Regions from separate parts of the Sus scrofa genome. Here all the other regions are linked to region 1. The links are chromatin contacts, called in public HiChIP or PLAC-seq and promoter capture Hi-C maps. All regions are on one chromosome and are shown on one strand. The core of a region is the stretch at or near the end of the contact, and the rest is flanking DNA. Distances in the headings are between cores, read along the strand shown.

The links. Promoter capture Hi-C pulls out the DNA fragments that hold promoters and counts their contacts. HiChIP or PLAC-seq counts read pairs in DNA pulled down with a chosen protein or histone mark.
Region 2: a contact with region 1 is called in a promoter capture Hi-C map of liver, with 5 times the contacts expected there. The contact joins the promoter of GSTZ1 here to the promoter of CIPC in region 1. A contact is called at or near these places in 2 of 5 promoter capture datasets (fetal skeletal muscle and liver), 4 of 47 Hi-C or Micro-C datasets (heart right ventricle, liver and skeletal muscle) and 2 of 2 datasets of contacts at active chromatin or transcription factors (alveolar macrophages and skeletal muscle).
Region 3: a contact with region 1 is called in an H3K27ac HiChIP or PLAC-seq map of alveolar macrophages. The contact joins the promoter of ANGEL1 here to the promoter of CIPC in region 1. A contact is called at or near these places in 1 of 5 promoter capture datasets (fetal liver), 2 of 47 Hi-C or Micro-C datasets (heart right ventricle and liver) and 1 of 2 datasets of contacts at active chromatin or transcription factors (alveolar macrophages).
Region 4: a contact with region 1 is called in an H3K27ac HiChIP or PLAC-seq map of skeletal muscle. The contact joins the enhancer-like site here to the promoter of CIPC in region 1. A contact is called at or near these places in 5 of 5 promoter capture datasets (fetal liver, fetal skeletal muscle, liver and 1 more), 8 of 47 Hi-C or Micro-C datasets (embryonic fibroblasts, fibroblasts, heart right ventricle and 3 more) and 2 of 2 datasets of contacts at active chromatin or transcription factors (alveolar macrophages and skeletal muscle).
Region 5: a contact with region 1 is called in an H3K27ac HiChIP or PLAC-seq map of alveolar macrophages. The contact joins the enhancer-like site here to the promoter of CIPC in region 1. A contact is called at or near these places in 5 of 5 promoter capture datasets (fetal liver, fetal skeletal muscle, liver and 1 more), 4 of 47 Hi-C or Micro-C datasets (embryonic fibroblasts, epiblast stem cells, skeletal muscle and 1 more) and 2 of 2 datasets of contacts at active chromatin or transcription factors (alveolar macrophages and skeletal muscle).

The regions. Positions count from the first base shown.
Region 1 is chr7:100,179,023-100,181,788 of Sscrofa11.1, reverse strand. CIPC (CLOCK-interacting pacemaker) reads right to left here and starts at 1,400. Exons shown (of 4, transcript XM_013978333.2): 1 at 699-1,400.
Region 2 is chr7:100,390,884-100,393,583 of Sscrofa11.1, reverse strand. GSTZ1 (glutathione S-transferase zeta 1) reads right to left here and starts at 1,312. Exons shown (of 9, transcript NM_001243638.1): 1 at 1,175-1,312. The coding sequence starts at 1,189. POMT2 (protein O-mannosyl-transferase 2) reads left to right here and starts at 1,420. Exons shown (of 21, transcript XM_001926162.6): 1 at 1,420-1,908. The coding sequence starts at 1,451.
Region 3 is chr7:99,957,992-99,960,691 of Sscrofa11.1, reverse strand. ANGEL1 (protein angel homolog 1) reads left to right here and starts at 1,251. Exons shown (of 10, transcript XM_021099540.1): 1 at 1,251-1,410. The coding sequence starts at 1,347.
Region 4 is chr7:100,040,838-100,043,537 of Sscrofa11.1, reverse strand. No RefSeq gene overlaps it. Among named protein-coding and RNA genes, the nearest start is that of LRRC74A, 68 kb to the right of the region's middle. Within about 2 kb of position 1,332, at least 66 of the 83 cell types and tissues checked have an H3K27ac peak or open chromatin away from gene starts, as enhancers often do. A contact at or near this core is called in alveolar macrophages, embryonic fibroblasts, fetal liver and 4 more, where this site is marked.
Region 5 is chr7:100,008,175-100,010,901 of Sscrofa11.1, reverse strand. No RefSeq gene overlaps it. Among named protein-coding and RNA genes, the nearest start is that of LRRC74A, 35 kb to the right of the region's middle. Within about 2 kb of position 1,266, at least 31 of the 83 cell types and tissues checked have an H3K27ac peak or open chromatin away from gene starts, as enhancers often do. A contact at or near this core is called in alveolar macrophages, embryonic fibroblasts and subcutaneous adipose tissue, where this site is marked.

The sequences.
Region 1 (2,766 bases), core at 151-2,650:
GACTGGGCAATAATAGAGAGCCTGGCTGCGGCCTGGGCCCTGGGCCTGGATCAGAGCTCTCCCCAGCCCACCCACACTAACCACTAACTCCTTACTTGGCTCTGCCCACCTTCTCTCCACTTCCCCACCTCCTGGCACCACGCCTGGAAAGGTGGTCACCCTGAAGAAATAACCAGCAAAGTGGGTGACAGCAGGTCTCTGGGAAAGACAGCACACCTGTGCCCCGGGCTCAGAACGGAGCACTATCTCCCATCACCAAATTGGACGCCCAAGACCCTCAGAGGGTTGCCAGCCTTGGCGTCCACTCACCTGCCCGTTCCCTGCCCCTCTGCTCACAGCTCGGCTGGCCTCCAGACTGTCCCCCAACGCCCGGAAGCCCAGCAGGCTGCTGCCCCCAGGGCCAGACCTGAACCCACCGGCCCAAACGGTCTCATCCCATTTCCGCCCCACCCCCACAACCCCCTCCTCACCCGCGATTTCCTCTCCTACGCAGGCTCGACCCTCGCAGCAAAACCAACCAACTGAATGAGGGAGGGACGCACCACCCCCAGGTCCCACCGTTTGGCCCTCGGTCCCCCGAAAGTGCCCACTCTCCCTCTTGCTTACCTCGCCTCCCTTCTCTCCCCTCCTCCCACCTCCTTTCCCCGTGTTCCTCGCTCAAATCCTTTCCCTTTCCCCTCAAGCCTCCCCTTTCTCACCTAGGACCGGGGTCGCCGCTCCACGACCAGACAACTCAGGACTAAGGTGGCGCATGCGCAAGCCCGGCCCAGCAACTCCATGACAACCCCGTCGTCGTGGGATCTCAAGCTATCCCCGGGCCTCCTGCCCATTTCTCCTCCCCCAGCCTCCGCCGCGGGTTTCGCCGGCCACGTGACCCAGCTCGGAGGACCCGGCACCACCGAGACGGCTCATTGGTCTAGAAAGGCACTCGGAGGCGCACGGTGTTCCCGCCCCCTCGGCAAGAGGGCGCCGACACGCCTCTCCGGGAGGGGCAAACGCCCTTACGAGCCGGCGCTCTGTCTTTGGAAGGCGGGAGTCTCTATGGTTGGTTCCGCAGGCCTGGCCGCCATTTTGTACAGGGACCTAGAGCCCTGAGCGGCGGCGGGCGGGGGCGGTTCCGAGGCGGGGCCTGGGGAAGCCGGGCTGCGCCGGCTTCTAGCTGACAAGGCAGGCGGCGTGATTTTCCTGGGGGTGGGGGTGGGGGTTGCCTGGGGGAAATGACTCTTTCGGCTTGTAAGCCAGGACGCCTTTAGGGTTCGGGAGCGTAGCAGGCCATGCTGACTTGCACGCGAGCAAGAGCGGAAGCGGCCGGCGTGGGAGGGCAGGCGGGTAGCCTGGCCTTGTCTCCGCCCGAAGGAGGCTGGCCCGGACCGCCCAGCTCACAGCTCACGTGGTTGCCACGCCTGGCACGGCGGCTGGTTTGCGTTCCCTGCCAGCCCTCCCGGTGCTTCACGAGGCAGCGATGCAATCAGTATTTTTGTCTGCTGATTTCATGTCATTTGATGTATGACTCACTTTGTCCTGTGCAGCAAACCTTAGTGCTGGGTTTCACATGGATTCTCTTTCTCACGCCACTTCTTGAAGTATTACAAGGAGCACATGTGTATTAGCTGAAGAAAAGGTTAAGATCAGTTGAAGTTCTGATGTGCTGAATCAGTGAAGGTTACTTCTTAGACTAGGAAAAACTTCGCAGTTGAAAAAGAGGACATGGGTGAATTTAACAGTGTTAATTAGCCCAGGCAAATTCCAGAGGTACCCTGTCCAGTAGGATAGCCACTAATCATTAGGGGACAATTGAAACTAATTTTTAAACATGCAAAAATTGGGTTTCACATTCAAACTGTCCACTTTTCAAGTCCTCAGTAACCACATGTAGCTAATGGCTACTTTGGGGACAGTGCAGATTTTGTACAGCACATTGCCAGCATCACAGAAAGTTATATTGGAGGGCGCTGATCTAGATGATGAGGCAGGGGGAATCACCCTATGTTGGTAATCCAAGCCTTGCCAAGTTGCGAGCGCTAGGTCATGGGTAATCATGTTAGTCCTCCAGATACAGAGAGTGCTAACACATTACTGGGCATGAATGTATTTATTAGGATAAGGGCCACCAACGAATAGCCTACAGCATGTAAGGCTTTTGTTTGGGGCATGGAGGGAGTGAAAACCATAGTTAAAAATTAGCAAGTCATTAAGAGCCAAGCAGTTTTCACGAATTCTCTTGTGATGCCTGTACAAATTAATGAAGTTGCTGTTAACGTTTCCATTTTATAGAGGAGGGCACTGAAGTTTATGCCGATGATGACGAAACTACTAAGCCCTGGTCCTAAACCATTAAGCCATATTGCCTCATCTTGAGGCAGACTAAAACAGTTTTTGCCTTCAGTTACCTTAGAATCTGGTATGGGGAATAAAGACGTTCTGATAAACAGTATGAGCGAGAATGTGATAAATGCCAGGGGGATCTGAACAAAATCTAGTTAATAAAATCAAGGGAGTAAAGAATAACCTGCTTGTTTTGTTTGTTGTTGGCAGTGGAGAGACCAGAAGGTAAAGCTTTAAGGACAGGTAGAGGTTCCCACAGTGGCTCCAAGGTAACAACCCAACTACTGTCCATGAGGATGCAGGTTGGATCCCTGGCCTCACTCGGTGGGTTAAGTATCTGTGGTGTAGGTCACAGACGTAGTTGGCTTTGCTGTGACTGTGTAGGTCACAGACGTAGTTGGCGTTGCTGTGACTGTGGCAAGAGGCTACAGCTCTGATTCG
Region 2 (2,700 bases), core at 63-2,562, 210 kb before region 1:
GTGGCTCAGCAGTTAATGAACCTGACTAGCATCCATGAGGATGCGGGTTCCATCCCTGGCCTCACTCACTGGGTTAAGGATCCGGTGTTGCGGTCAGCTGTGGTGTACTCTCAGATGCGGCTCTGATCCAGCCTTGCTGTGACTATGGTGTAGGCCAGTGGCTACAGCTCCGATTCAACCCCTAGCCTGGGAACATTTACATGCTATGGGTGCAGCCCTAAAAAAAAAAAAAAAAAAAAAAAAAAAAGACAGAAAAGAAAAATAGCCTTTTATTTTTTTTCTCACTTTTGTTTTTCTTTTTAAGGCTACATCCACAGCATATGGAGGTTCTCAGGCCAAGGACTGAATCTGAGCTGTAGCTGCAGCAAGGCAGATCCTTAACCCACTATATGGGGCTGGGGATCGAAGGTGCCTTACAGCATATCCCCACTATGGTGGGAACTCTCAGATTTTATTTTTAAACCATTTCTTACACACGATTTTCAAGAAAGACTCCTATAATCCCATTTGGACGTGAAAGGGTTACACATTGTGAAAGTGGTGCTATATTCCGCCTGATGTGCCACCACCTTCCTTTGAGCTCAAATAGCGGCTCTTTCACAAACTTTAATAAGTTTCAACAGGGAGCTTATTAAACATGCAGATTCTGGGTTCCTTCCTCCAGAGATTGATACAGTGGTTCTGGGGCGGGCCCAGGAGACGCAAATTAAAACCGGTTAAGTTCCCCAAGTGATTGTGATGACGAAAAGTGCCACAGCCTCCCCTCGCCCCTAGCAATGCAAACCCCTTCAAAATGCAAACAACCCTGTAAGGCCATATGTTAACCGATTGGACCTATCGTGCGGCCTGGTCGGGAAAGAGACATGCAGTGCTGCGCCAAAAAGGGAGACGAGGGACAACGTTCGGAAGTTCTAGAAGATCGGGTAGGGGGAGAAAGGTGAAGCGCAAGGGCACCAACCAAGCCCGGGACGCTACACCTGGACGCAGCGCTGCGGGGCCAATCCTGCCTCGACCACAGGCCCCAGCGGACAGCGCGCAGGCGCAGAAAGGGGCCACCGCAGCCAACAGCATGCTGGGAGTCGCTGTCGGAGCTGGGGGCGGGGCCGAGCGGCTCACCTTTGAACTCGCCCACCCAGCAAGTAGCGCCCCCTCTCCCCTGATGCGTGGCACAGACCTTCCCCGCTTGCATCTCCTAATTCAGACGACCTTTCTTCCCGACCAGGAAACTTCACGCCTAAGACTCTGACCCGTCGACGATTTAGGCCCAGTGAGATCCCGACACGTCAGAACTTCGGTTTTCGTGTCGGTAACGTGAAGGGTTGGATTAGAACGAGCTTTTAGGGCTCTTCTGGCTGGCCCCGCCCTTTCCGCCCCGCCTCCGCCCCGGGGGCTGCTGGGAATTGTAGTTCTTTGCTCCTGTTTTCTTCCGGGCCCGGCCCGCCCGGAAGTCATGCTCTGCGCCACTGGCCGCCTCCTAGCGGCCCGGGCGGCGACCGCACTCCCCGCCCAGCCTAGAGGCCGGGGCCTGGCGCCCTGCTGCCGGCGCAGGGAACTACATTTCCCAAGGAACCCCGAGAAGTCCCTTGGTAACTTCTTGGCCGGACAGCTCGCAAGACCCAGCGCGCTTGCAGGCCGGAGGGCCATCCTGAGAAGGGTAAGGATGCCACCGGCGGTGGGCGGAGGCCTGGCAGGGTCCGAGCTGCGTCCCCGGAGGGGCCGCTGTGGGTCCCAGGCTCCAAGGGCCGTGGGCGCGGATGCGGCTGCCGAGACTACAGCGCGGAGCCCCAAACGGCCTGTTCCGGGCTCGCGGCGCTTCGAGGCGGTCGGCCAGTGGGCTCTACTGGCCCTGGTGACGCTAATGTCCTTCGCCACCCGCTTCCATCGTCTGGACCAGCCGCCGCACATCTGGTGAGTAATGGGAGGGACTCGGCACCATGGCAACTGGGAGGGAATGACGCGCCTTCTCATTGGTCCGGGGCATGGAGGGGGCGGGATTCGCAGCCCAGGGACGGGGCCGCGCTGGAAGGGAAACAGGTTTCTGGCCAGGCGCAGTCTCTATGAGAGGAGTCATTTTTGCTCTGGTGAATGGCAGTGGGATTCTTTAGGATCTGAGGAAGTAGTCACATGTCTTGTAGGTTATGCTGCAACGTCTCACCTGGCTCTCAAATTGTGGCTTTGAACTTTCCCAGGAGAATCTTAGTACAGAATTTCCTAAGGCCTGAGTTCCTCTTCTACAGTAATTCCAGGCATCAGTGGAGGGGAGCATGCCTAACTGGGCGCCTTATTCTCGACAACCGAAACAACTCGTGTGTCCAAGCGTCCCAGGACCATCCTTTGAGGAGAGACATATTTCCTTAAAGGTTTTATTTTGTAGGACTAAGTTGTGGAAGTCAAATTTCATTAAGTAAACTTTAAAGTTTCCATCAAGAAGGAGGAAAAGTTTTATACTCTCTGAAAATTGTTCATTTGTTTGGCCAAGAAGTTTGTGTGTGGAGGGGTTGGATGGGTGGGGGGGTTGAGAGGGAAGGACCAGTAAGTCTTATTTCAGATAGCTGGGAAGTAGTCTAAGGCCAATCTTTTATCCATTAGCATCTGTACATAGGTGTTTAGACTGACCTCTGATTTTTGGTGTCATTGCCAATAATTACCATGAAGTCCCTCATTTAAAAAAAGAGCGACTCCCCTGCCCAATGGAAAGAC
Region 3 (2,700 bases), core at 2-2,501, 220 kb after region 1:
GAATCTTGGACTTCTGGGTAATTATTTGGATAAAATGGAAGGACCTACCTGGAAGGATTATTTAAGCCATTTCAACAGAGTCAGTCTGACTTTGGGAGCTCCTTAGGTAGAGCTAACACTTGCCTGCTAGTTTCTAAGAGGCTTCACAACCTTCAGATTGTCCCTGGGGCCTCTGCTTCATCTCTGGTCCAGGTAGGAGGGCTGCTGCAGCAAGACACACACTGCCCCTAGAACTAAGGGGAAAACCTCCGCAGGCCTCAATACTGACTGTTTCCTTCCTCCTTTCAGCCTTTCAGTGTTATGATGTACCCAGCTGGTCCTGGATCTGGTGACTCTCCAGAGGGCTTCCCTGAACAACCGAGGCTCCAGCCACAAATTGGAAATGGCGCAGCTCAGACACTGGGTACTGAGATTGGGAGTGTTAAATGATCTCCCCTTCTTTACAGTGTGGTTGGGGCAGAAGACTTGAGGGTAGGATTAAGGAAGAGAGAAAGAGGTTTGGGCAGCACAGAGTTGATGGAAGAACTGGGCTTTTTTTTTAAGGGACTTATGTTTTGTTCATTCAGTCAACAAAGGTTTGTTTGGTCCCTACTATTTGCCTGGTTCTGTCACAGACGCTGCAAAGAAACCTCAAGGAAAACCAATCAACCAATCGGACTCGGTCCCCTTGCCCTTGTGGAGGGTTCACCCCCCTCTTTTGGCTCCCTTATCAATGGGACACATTTTTTTTCCAGATTAGGGGAAAAAGGGCCCATTTGGAACAAGATGAGGAGGGAGACAAAATCTTATGTGCTGAAGCAAGCTGTGGACTCAATGTGTGACTTAGAATCTGAGGTGGGGAAGAGTTAGGGAAAGGAGGAAAATGGGGGAAGAGCTTGTTCCGGCCAATCTGGGCTGGGACTGGCAAGATCAAAGAAGTCAGAGCCGGGTGAGGCCTTAGACAAAAGTCCATCACTTCACTTTACAAAAGAGGGAACTGAGGTCACGTGACAGCCCCAAAGTGGACACCTCGTTAGGTGGAAGAGGTGGAAATGAAACTGTGGACTCTAAATAATACTATGGTGCCTCGGAGGGAGGGGTTTCACTTCAAACCCTGGGCGCTTCCGCAGCTGCAAGGAGCCAGACTGGGTCGGGTCGGTTGCCTTGGGAACCGGCTTCCCGGCCCCGCGGGCGCCGGGCATTCCTTGCGCTCCCAATAAAGTTGTTGTTGAAGTACAGCGGTGCCACGTGAGCCGGCCGGGGGCGGGGCCAGGGCGGGGCTAGTCGGGGGCGGGGCCGAACCTAGGGAGACCGGCGGGCGGAGGCGAGGAGAGTAGGCAGGTGCGGGCGGGCGCGGGCGGCCGGCCATGATCGCGTCGTGCCTGTGTTACCTGCTGCTGCCGGCCGCGCGCCTCTTCCGCGCCCTCTCAGGTACCGGCCCCGCGTCCTGACAGGCGGGTGCCAGGCCCGGGCCTGCCTCGGCCGGGCCCCGCGGGGCCTGGGTCGGCGTGCGGCGTTGCCTGCCTTACGACCACCTTCCCCTGGCAGTACCAAGCCAAGGTGTTGGGAGGCAGCCCTCGGTCCCACCGTGCTCGTCCTAGAGTCCATAAGCCCCCAGGCCTGGCCGGCGACCCTCGTGGGCGGCCCTGTCCTCACGCCTGTCATTTGGAGGCGTCGGGCCACAGTTGCCTGGGAGGGGGTTGGGGGAGGGGCAGGAGCCGCCCCCTCTATGGCCTGGGGGCACAGAGAAGCTGGCGGCGGGCGGGCGGGGGGGGGGGCCGCTGAGTCACTGCCTTGGGGGTCGGGGAGGGTTGGCCACTCGGGGACGAGGCGAATGCCCGAATTCTCTGTGGACAGGGGCCAGACGGCCCTGGGGGTCTGTGGGCTGAAGACCTGGACGACCAGTTGTCCCCTGGTCAACTTCACCCTCACCTTTCACAGCCACCTCTCAGCGGAGACTTTGGTTGAAAAAACGGATGCTCAGAATCCAGAGAGACCTTGAAACCTCAGCTTTGAAGCAATGTCCCGTGCGTTTAGCGATGTAGCGGGGTGTAGGCAATGCCCAGCGGGTACCTAGAGAAGAGTTACTGACTTTGTCGGGATCTGCCTGCTGCTCCCCATTTCTGGTCTTTGACATTTCTGCGGCTCTTATGAGAGCGTCAGTTCCCCTCAGAGATCCCGCAGAATCCCGACTTTTCTCTGGCATTTAGGGAGCAGGACAGACCAAGAAGGACTTTCTTAAAAATAAGATGTCCGTATGCTATCTGTGCTTTTCCTTTTTGGAACTTTACACAGTGCGTGTGTGTAATTTTTGTCATATATTTCATATAAAATACTTATTTAATGTATTTATGTGTATGTCTGTATCTGCCACTAGAATGCAGGCTTCAGGAGAGCTGGGCCATGTCTATTTTGCTCACTGTACCTAGTGCTAGCATACTGCCCAGAGTATAGTAGGCACTCAATTTAGAGCTGTTTTGTGTGTACATACTTCTGAGGAATGAGAAACTCCACAGAAGTCACGTTTTCAGAGAACTAGTACATATTCTAACCATGTTGCTGTCCTTTCTGGAGCTTTGCCGATGTCCATAATGGTAGCCTATGTCTAGTCTGGAGGTTTCTAGACCAGCAGTCAGAGTTTTAGGTATCTCAGAGAAGGGGCTACTTCCTCCTACCCATTTACATAATGTCCTATTAAAGCAGTCTGATTTGTTTTTGGTT
Region 4 (2,700 bases), core at 83-2,582, 140 kb after region 1:
CCATCAAAGGAGGAAGACCTGGTGGGGGTGGGGTGGAGGGAGCCAGGGCAGCAGAGAGGGCACAGTGACGGATCCAGAGCCTTCGAGGGGGAGACCCGGAAGGGGTGGGCCCCTCCTTCCTGCGATCCACACCCCCTTCGGGGGTCTCCCGCTGCGCTTCCCCAGCCGAGAGAAGGCCCCTCTGCTCCTCCAACATGATCTGTAATTTCCGGCAGACATTTGAGGTCCCTGACATCTGCATAATGTGGGCCAGTCTCTTAGCAACGGGGAACAGCTGTCTGGCATTTCCAAGATTAAACTGTAACTATACACGGTCCTTGCCAGGGGAGGGGGAGGGAGAAGGGGATAAACACTGCCTCCTGGCATTTTCAAACTCATTTAGCTTTTATTCATTTCCTGCCTCCAGTAAAGAGGCCAGGGATTCAGGCTGGGCCAGGCTGTTCCTGCCCCTGCTTCCACCGCCGCTGCTGAGGTTGCAGATGGCTTTTCACCCAGATCTGATTTGCTTGGGAGGGGAGAGGGAGCAGGGACAGCACCAGGCTTTTTTGTTTTTATTGTATTTAGTTTTTGTAGGTGCAGTGATCCTGGCACACGCAGGGTAGGTGAAGCCTGGGAAGAAAGAAAGGCTGTGTGGTCTGTCCGTTAAAGCCCCCGAGGCGGCTCCAGCCGGGTTTCATTCCATCCAGCTCCATTGCTAATAGCTGCGTGACCTTGGGCCAAATCCCTTTACCTGTCTACACCTCCATCTCCCCATCTGTAAACGGAGATAATTCTACCACTCCAAGGGCTGCTGGGTAGATAAAATGAACACGCACTCAGGCAATAGAGCCGTGATTAATCTTGGTGCTTCTCTTCCTCTGCTCACCCTCCGCCCGCCCTTCATCTGTGTTCGCAACCTCGGGCTCTGCTAGGGGCAGAGGGAGATACCGTGGAGCCACCACTTGAACTCGTGTTCCCTGGAGCCCCAGGCAATGACACTTTAGCCCCCTCAGGACTTAAGCCCAACTCAGCAGTCCCCAGTAGGGCCCTTGGCAGCCAGACAGGAGGCATCCTCAACCCCCAGCCTCCTTGGGCCCCGGCAGCTCCTGGTCCCAACCTCTCCACCGCCGGTTCCTGCCATCTGGCTGCAGTTCTTGAACTCGAGAGTGCGGTGTTTTGGTTTTGCAGCAAGAAGGAAAAATAAAAGGGCGGGTGTGGGGCGGGACAGAATGGGCGAGGAGAGGAGAGGGAGGAGGAGGGAAAAACCCTTGAGCGGCCTGTGCTGGCCAGTTCCAGGAATGTGTGCTGGGACATCGGTGCCAAAGCAGTGACCCAGGCGAGGCGGCCAGGCCGGGGGAGGGGGAGGCCGGCTCCGGGGTGAGAGCTCTCCGCCTCCCACGGCCGCCTCTGCTGACTCATCGCAGCTCCAGTTGGCAGGAGCCTTTTCTGGGGATGGCTGTTGCTAAGATTCCTCGGAGATGACTGATTGCTTCTCCTTGAGCTTGGTGAAAACATGTTTGGGGACTGCACGCAAACACATGTACCCACTCCTGTGAATACCTGCACAGGTGGGTTTTGTGCCTAAATGTGTGTCTGCACACAGAGCACCGAACACGTGTGCACTGCTCCCCTGGCCTTCGTAACCCTTCGGTACCCACACTGCACACATGTGTGGACCAGCCCCCCCCCCCCCCCCCCGCCCACACACACACCAGGAGGGCGGAGACACGCCAGGTTTTCTCGGCCAGTAACTCAGGCCGTGGGGAAACCGCCAGTGTCTGGGCCTGCTTTAATCTCAAGGAGTTTTCAGGTTGCCTTGAAACATTCTTGGCCTCTGTCCCTCCACCCCCCTCCGTTTCTCCGCTGCCTTCATTCTGCTGGAATGATCTAATCTTCCCTTCTTCCTCCGCCTGCCAGGTTTTTGATGTCTGCTGTTCCAGGCACTCAGCTGGGAGCTGGAATGCTCTAAGCTGGATTCCGGGCCTGGACCTGATGCCCCAGGGGGCTCCTGGGGTGGGGGTGGGGGCTCAGAGGTTCTATTTCCCTTGGAGAGAGGGGACCACAGTGAGGACTCATGGATGGAAAGCTCTGGGCCTTTCTCTGGGCTCCGCTGCCGACAGGAATCTGGGAAACATTTGTTCCCGCTCTGTGCCAGGCCCAGAGCCTTGGCTAGGGTGGCCCAAGGGCTCAGGGCTCAGCGTGCAGCCCTGGACGCCTGGCCTCTGGTTGTCAGCCCTGTGCGTGAGCTTGGTCACACTGGGCTCTTGCTGCCTTGGTTTCCCCACCCGCTGGGCTGAAATTGGACTCCTTGCTGAGGCTGCCAGGGTTTTACTGCTACAGGGCTTGGCAGGCGCTTGGGCACCAGGCAAGGTTGTTTGTCACGGGTTCTCGCGGGGGCGGAGGGGCAGACGGCCCTGTGCCAGCACAGAGCCCACGTGCTTCCTCTCGCCAGCCCTGCCAGGCTCTCAAGTATGGCTTCTTTACAGGGACCCACCCAGGGGGCCAGATCCCACGAGCAAGAGCTCTCTGCCATGATTCAGCGGCGGTTGCTAAGGAAGGCCGGGTACCCTGCCTCGAGGGATGAGCGGTGGCCAGCCCGGATTAGCAGGCTCGGCGAGGCGCCCACCAGCCACAAGAAAAATATTCGTCTGGGCTCAGGGTCCTTAGACCTAAAATGCAGACAAGGCCGGCTCCACGGTTCCTGATGGTTTTGACATGCAA
Region 5 (2,727 bases), core at 17-2,516, 170 kb after region 1:
CTTTTTGCTATTTCTTGGGCCACTCCCTCGGCATATGGACATTCCCAGGCTAGGGGTCGAATCGGAGCTGTAGCAGCCAGCTGAAGCCAGAGCCACAGCAATGCGGGATCCGAGCCGCGTCTGCAAACTACACCACAGCTCATGGCAACGCCAGATCCTTAATCCACTGAGCAAGGCCAGGGATCGAACCCGCAACCTCATGGTTCCTAGTCGGATTCATTCACCACTGCACCACGACGGGAACTCCAGCTCTTTAAAATTCTTCATTTGTTGTGACTTTTTTCCTCATCCAAAATATACATCCACTTTCTATATCTTATTTATATTTGTAAATATGTTTTTAAGAGAGGGTCCCCAATTTGTACAAACTCAGGCTCCACAGAAGCTGTATCTGCCCATGTGGGCAGATTGAGGGCTCTGGCCCAGGCTCCCTTGACGTGAGCTGTGTCCCTGAAGCCAGCTGCGTTGCTTCCCTTTTCAGCCATCTAATAAGAGTCTGATTTCCCTGAGCCAGTCTGGAGTTCTATTTTCTTTTTCTGTGCTTCCCCCAACCCTGCCTTAGAGCTGAAGCGCTGTGCAGAGTCGGAGGACTTGTGGGGTTGGAGCTCCCTCTGCTGGGAAAATAGAGGTACAGCCGGGAGAGAGGGGCTGGCTGGGAGGGGCTGTATTGAAAGCAGGCAGGTGGGGGTTAGTACCTGGGAGAGCCGTTTCTGTTGAGCATGGACACCCTTGCATACACATATCACGTCCTGTGATTCAAATGTGAGCATGATTTTTTTGTACACGTGTTCCATTTCCACTGCACCTGGGATAACACCGCCTGGGGTGAAACTGCAGTGCAATTCTGACGCTAACCTCCTGGAGTTAACATCAGATTCCACAGGTTAAAGTCTCAGCCCCCTCCCCAGGACACCTGCATTTCTGACAAGCCAGCTACAAAGCAGAGGGTTTCTATGACCCCTTAGATTTGATAATTCACTGTGTGACCTATAGAACTCTCTCAAAAAAATGATAGCAATTTCATTATAAAGGATATGACTCGTGAGCAGCCCAAGGTAAGAGATTCGCAGGGCAAGATATGAGAGGGAGGGCAGAGCTCCTATGCCCTCGCCCCTTGGAGTCGGGGGAAGTCATCTCCCGGGAAGCCTCCACTGAGCCTCAGGGTTCAGCATTTTCACTGGGGCTTCATCACTCAGGACTGATTGAACTGGGGCTAATAAGAGAACACAGACTCCACCCCCCTGTGCTCCTATTGGCTGAAAGTTCCAACATCTGCTCACGTGATTGGTCTAGCCTTCTAGGGCCCCAATCTGAGTCACCTTATTAGCATAAAGACAACACTCCTGTCACTCAAGAAATTCTGAGGGTTTCTAAAGCCTGTGCCAGGAACTGGGAAAAAGACCTGTCATGCTCTTGATTATACTGTTAACACACAGAGGCCCACACAAGAGCTAGTCTCATTCATCCTGGTCAAGCAGCAGCCCGCCAGGCAGCCTCACCCCAATTCACCCACAGACTCCCTAAGAAGTGGCAAAACAACAAAACAGCCCTCCAGGGGTCATACCACTGTCCCCCCCTTAAAAGGCAATTCTGAGCCCCAGAGAGCCGCCCCCACCCCCACACTGCCCTTTTCCTCCAGGATGTCTGCTTCCCGAAGGAGAGCTCTTCCTTTCCTCTAGATCAAGTCTACTGGTCGGCAGCCAGTGTTTAGGACACAGGCTTGCCTTGCCAATCATTGTTTTCTTTTGTTTAAAACAAAACCAAACAAAACCGATCCCAAGGCCTCACTTGACAAGGCAGGTTGGTCGCCTGAGGACACTGCAGCTGCCACCATGGCCACACACCGGAGGCTGAAGTGGGCACCGCTGACCTGAAGGCCCAGCACCCAGAACCATCCCACCAGCATCGCCACCACCACTGCTTGGGGGCTCGGCCAAGCGGCAAAGGAGTTCTCTGTACTCTTTACTTCTTTGGTTGCTGGCTCCTAACCCGAGCTGAGGGAGTCCGTGTCTGGTGTGGGCATGCGCCCACATCCCAGCTGCAAGTCCCAGCTGTCCCTTCCAGGGACACCCCCAGCCCAGGAAGGGGGTTCAGACTCCAGCAGCCACGGAAAAGTCCAGGTGTCCACTGTGTCCCCTGAATGGCCTACACAGTGCAGATGGCCCCCGCCTTCCCACCACCTCCAATTTTTAAGATTCTGGAGAAATTCTTTTGATTTCACTCAGGTCTTAAGCCTTGGATTCAGGTCTTAAGGTTTAAGCCTTGGAATGTCTCCCATGGCGTTTCAAAGACCCCGTACTTGGGTGTTTCAAAAGATGGCCACACAACAGGATCGAAGGCATCTCTGCAGAGCCAGGATGCGGGTTCAATCCCCTGTGGTGGTGCGGTGGGTTATAGGATCTGGAGTTGCCTCAGCTGCAAGGTAGGTAGAAACTACAGCTCAGATCCCTGGCTGGAGAACTCTACATACCGAGGGGAGGCCAAAAAAGGGGAAAAAACCCATGGCTGCTCAGTTTGGCCATTAATGTATCCCACTGGGCCTGCAACTCCCCACACCCCCTCCCTCTTAGGAGAGGAACTCCACTGTAACGAGGCCAGGCCTGAGCCCCAGGCCTGGGCAACTCTATGCAGAAAGGTACCATTATCACCCCTATTTATATTTATTTATTTATTTATTTATTTATTTATTTTTGTCTTTTTGCTATTTCTTTGGGCTGCTCCCGCGGC